Linked DNA regions of Salmo salar: region 2 is linked to region 1. A link is a contact called in public Hi-C data. All regions are on one chromosome and are shown on one strand. Each heading gives the region's core, a stretch centred on a gene start, on an enhancer-like site or on the middle of the called end of the contact. The rest is flanking DNA. Distances are from core to core; before and after follow the strand shown. Region 1 holds the start of qsox2 (quiescin Q6 sulfhydryl oxidase 2). Region 2 holds the start of surf4l (surfeit 4, like).

The links. A called contact is a pair of places that touch in the nucleus more often than the background predicts.
Region 2: a contact with region 1 is called in a Hi-C map of muscle, with 6 times the contacts expected there. The contact joins the promoter of surf4l here to the promoter of qsox2 in region 1. A contact is called at or near these places in 2 of 3 Hi-C or Micro-C datasets (gill and muscle).

What each region holds. Positions count from the first base shown.
Region 1 is chrssa26:839,064-841,763 of Ssal_v3.1, reverse strand. qsox2 (quiescin Q6 sulfhydryl oxidase 2) reads left to right here and starts at 1,310. Exons shown (of 12, transcript XM_045708129.1): 1 at 1,310-1,678. The coding sequence starts at 1,405.
Region 2 is chrssa26:1,105,932-1,108,631 of Ssal_v3.1, reverse strand. surf4l (surfeit 4, like) reads right to left here and starts at 1,311. Exons shown (of 6, transcript XM_014174788.2): 1 at 1,067-1,311. The coding sequence starts at 1,114.

The DNA of each region.
Region 1 (2,700 bases), core at 61-2,560:
CCTCGATTACACCTACAATGTTTTTGCACTTTGGTACAACCCTACACCCAAACAAGGGCACTGCGTTCATCCACCTCTGGCCTGCTGGCCCCCCTACCTCTGAGGAAGCACAGTTCCCGCTCAGCCCAGTCAAAACTGTTCGCTGCTCTGGCACCCCAATGGTGGAACAAGCTCCCTCACGACGCCAGGACAGCGGAGTCAATCACCACCTTCCGGAGACACCTGAAACCCCACCTCTTTAAGGAATACCTAGGATAGGATAAAGTAATCCCCCCCCTAAAAGATTTAGATGCACTATTGTAAAGTGGTTGTTCCACTGGATATCATAAGGTGAATGCACCAATTTGTAAGTCGCTCTGGATAAGAGCGTCTGCTAAATGACTTAAATGTAATGTAAATGTACAACAGAAGTACATTAACTTCCAATGGAACGCTGCATTTGCCTTGCAGCTTTGCGTTGCAGAGGCAGTTGACGTGCGTTCTGTGTTGGATTTATGGAATATATTATTCAAACTGTATGCGCAGGCCGCTTGACAGAAATGGTAGCAGGTGGTTTATGAACTTTTGTTGCACACATATCCAGACGATGCTGCGGGTCATTGTTGGTGTGATCGAAGCGTTAGTGGAAGGTAGCGAGATAGTGTATCCAATATCAGACCAGGGTGACCGCTGAAGCACATTTATTGCACCGAAAATGTACAACTACGGCATTGACTTTTAAATGTTTTTGTAAAGAAAATCCCAAAACAACAACGAAAATTCACTCGGATAAAAACGGAAACACTTTGAACACTTCCAAGTCCCAACTTCCGCAGACAAATTTCCCAGTCTCGCTGAAGATTCTAGCCACAATAAACTAGCTAGCTGGGAAAGGCTCATTGGGACAGCTGAACCACAGATAGAACCACGAGACAGATTATTTTATCGGATGTATAAATCATCCGCTTTGCGAGAGGAAGCCCACTGGCCGGCAGTGGGAGAAGCAGGAACGAGATGGATTTTGGCTGACATTCTGCACATTTTCTCATCGATGAAACATTTGATATCAATACAGTTTTATATTCGCTACAATCTGTTATTTGTTTTAAATCGCGTTGTTTATAATGAGTGCAAATGCGAATTGGGTTATTGCACACGCGCACTTCACAGAGGAGGCGTTCCCTAACGGAAATATGCAGATGTCTGCTAGAACGCGCCAATAGGATCTCGCTAGCTCGTGGTTGTTCTGCCCACTATGACTCATTCGTTCCCATTGGAAATGACAGGCTGTGGTCTATCTTGGTTCAGTTGAACAAATCTTTGACTGAACCGAATCCGTTCGTATCCACTCGACATACGTCATCAATTTTGCCACCAGGCGTGTCCGTAGCCTCTCGCTTTCCATCTCCACATTGTCTTTACGATATGGCGACTCTGTGTGTAGACGACTGCCCTTCGCTCCGAAAAACAGGTTTTTTATTGTTCAAAACGAGCATTATTTTTGTGTTTCTATTTAATCCGTCTCTAACCACTCGGCTGTATTCTGAGGAGGACTCGGTGGTTATACTGACAAGCGCGACTGTCGAGCAGACTTTGCTCAACTCTTCCACCGCTTGGCTGGTCCAGTTTTACTCATCGTGGTGTGGTCACTGCATCCAGTACTCTCCTACCTGGAAGGCACTAGCTGGCGATGTAAAAGGTGAGTCTTACGGATATTTAGCTAGCTAGCACGGTCACATAAAAGGTTTGCTAGCCTTTTCTAAATGATCTTTCCCTGTTGTATTTCTGCTATCTTCTTAGCAGATAGCTAACAACGTTAGCTGGCTAATATTGTTAGCTGGTTGATAACTAGCTAGTTTAGTAGCTACCTTAATTGAGTTTGGATTAAGTGATACACTAGTTAGCTAACATTACAAATAACAACGGCAAGCTTAGTCATAATGTTATCAATTTCGTGCATGTTTTCTTAGCTAGCTATTTGGATCTCGATGTTTTTTCCCCTCATCGGCTCTTCTAGTCCGTCAACATATGGTACGGTTTAACACCGTGGTTAAAGTTGGTTTGAGATGAGATATTTGCCGAATATTCGGACCGTAAACTTCAATAGGTCGCGAACGATTTGCGCTAACGTTACATACACCGGATAAGGCTCTTTTATGAAGGAAAAAAGCTGTACAACATTGCACAGGTCTTATTTTCAGACAGCCTTGCGCACTGACACTAGTTATGGACAGTCAACAAAGTGCATGATCACAATATTCAAATGGCAATAGCTCTTCCACCACGTGACTTGGCAACCTCACTAAAGTTGTTTGAATACCAATAATAACATACTGTATACTGCACACTTTATGAGTATATGATACTATACACTATTCGTTAATTTTAGTATACTGTAAACGAATGGTAACCTTTCAGTTGAGCGTACTAGCTCTTCGCTTGTCTACTGGAAGTTGATGCTGTTGTTATGCAACCTCTTGCTAGTTTGTTAGCATAACAAATTACTAGCTAGACATCTTAAGACTACGGGTGTGTTTATAAATTCAATTTGTACTGCCAGAGTGCTCTCTTGGCGCTTTGTAAATTCAGAGTGCACATTGGACACTGGTCGAGGAGTCGGGTTGATCTGAGCGTTCTGACCTCACAACTGCAGTCAAGTCCACTGGCTAATGTTGGCTAGCTTGTTAGCTACTTCCAGACACAAGTGAGAGAACTCCTCGC
Region 2 (2,700 bases), core at 62-2,561, 270 kb before region 1:
TGTAAGTGAAGTGGGTTCATAAAAACTTAAGTATCCATCTTAGAAATATTTCACATACAAACGTTATATGTCCAATCTCAAAATCAAATAAGATAAACAAAAATAACATTGTCTCTGTGGTAGAATGTTTCTTTTGATTGGCGTTTTTCTTAAACGTATTTAAATCCCATCAGGTAGCCTGATTTCAGATTTCCATGTGAACAGGATTATAATATTTCTTGCAAAGCATGTAAACGTTTTAAACAAACTATAATATTAATCTGACTATCCATGGTACTGTGTTTACGGCAAACAGCCCGAGGTAGACAATTCATAGACGCTAACTGATTTAGCGGTCCACCGCTTACCTGTTGATGATAGTATATTCTGACTGGGGGAGTTTTGTTAAGAGCCCGACACTAGTCTAAACATGAACATATTGCATGCGGTACGTTTTTGGAAACATAAGGAACGTATCTTTCATTTAAGCTTAAAGATTTTCTAAAACTAATGGGTAAACTACGACACACCTTTATATGGTTTGTGTTCCCACACGGCCATATCTCCATGTTTACATTGCTTGTTTCCAAAAGACTGGTGGAAGACATAGGCGGCCACGTGCTAATCAGCCATATAGCTTGCGCTGAACACCTGTGTGTAAGCATAACTGCTACAGTAACTATATATGTTTTTATTACAACAATTCTGTCAAGGGCAAATCAGCATATGTTTCGAAAACAATGATTGTTGACGTTTCTAAGAGTATAAACACAGCGTCGGAAATGTACCAAATGCGTAAGAATGTAACCGCTGAAACTCATACATATGGAGGAGCAAAAGTGTTTTCGAAAGCTAAACCAGAGGTACCCACTACTGCAACTGTTTCGGCTTCATGACTGTACGATTGAAGAATAACTCAAACGGGAAGGGACTACACCATCATTGTTCATTCATTTACATTAACTTTTTTATCCACATTCTAGTTTCGCTATCATGAAAAAGTGAGAAGACTCCCTCCCCCTTATTCAATGATGACTCCGGTCTGGTTCTGCTGTGGCCGCGAGGGCCTTGTCGGTGCACTGCTTACCTGGTCCGCCACGTCCTCCGCATTGCTCATCAGATCATTCTGCCCCATGTCACGCTCTGAGTCTGGTACTGCTGGTGCCACTGCAGTTTCCTAAATTTCTAACTGACAAAAATCTGACCTGTCGCCTTGGGTTCTTTCAGACGCTAGCTCCTCTTCATCGAAGAAGTGCAAGCGCTACCTCCGCCCCATAACACAGCTCCCTCTGTAGGCAGTAATTGCCATAGCGTGCCACGTATACTGAACCAAGGGGCTAGTGTTCCGGTTGGGAAGCACGCCATCCAATGTAGACCGAGGAGACTGGCGGTACTACAGTTTAACTGATGCGGAGCCCAGAAGACGCCCCCCAAAGAGAAGTCAAATTTCAAAATTATTTAAAAATAAACTTTCATCATCACCTTTGTCTTCGAGGCCAATTTTTTTCCATCAGTCACAGCCGAAGTTTTATATTTTACATTTTATATTCATGCTGTTAGGGCTCCTGAGTGGCACAGTGGTCTAAGGCACTGCATCTCAGTTATAACAGTCCCTGGTTCAAATCCAGGCTGTATCACATCTGGCTGTGATTGGGAGTCCCATAGGTTAGTGCACAATTGGCCCAGCATCGCCAGGGTAGGCTGTCATTGTAAATAAAAATGTGTGTTTAACTGACTTGCCTAGTTAAATAAAGGTAAAATGTGTCACATGCGCACACAGAAGGAAAAACTCTTTAATCACTCATGCAATCTCCTCTGGTGTTATAATGGAAAGTGGGATCCATTGGACGTCCCTACCCTAAACTCTAAGTTAACTAACCTTAAGCCTAACCAGTGGTGAACCGTCTTCCAGGGCAGGTGGGGCATTGAATTGAACCTGTTTAGCTAAAAACAAGAATTTGAATTATTATTATATATATATTTTTGATGTGCCTGTTTTGCATGTTATTTTGGCATTAATATGTGTCACATATCAGTTTGCAAACAATGTAAAAAAAAAAAATTAAAAAAAAACTATAATAATTGAGGTTAATTGAGCCCTGTTGGGGCTCGGGGGCAGTATTGAGACATTTTGAAAAAAATATGTGCCCATTTTTAACTGCCTCCTACACCAACTCAGAAGCTAGGATATGCATATTATTAACACATTCGGATAGAAAACACTCTGAATTTTCTAAAACAGTTTCAATGGTGTCTGTAAGTATAACAAAACTCATATTGCAGGCAAAAACCTGTGAAAAATAGATCCAAAAAAATGTGAATTTTGTGACTGTACTATTTAGTGTCATTGTTTTATAGATACCATAATGAGAAAGGATTCATTTCGCAACACCTACGGCTTCCACTAGATGTCAACGATCTTTATAAAGTTGTTTGAAGCGTCTATGATAAACAGAGAGCAAATTAGAATCCAAGGAAGTTGACATGTCATCACTTCATTTTTTTGCGCCTGCGCATAAATCTGAGAAACGTGAGTTTGTCATCATTTTTTATCTAGACATAGGATAGGTTGTGTGAAAATATTACTGATGTTTAACGTTAAAAGTGGACCAAAAGATTAATGCTAAACAACATTTGACATGTTTGAACGAACATAAATATATTATTTACTAGTTTTTTTTAGCTTTTCGGCGTGATTTTACCAGCCCCCACCACGTTTTG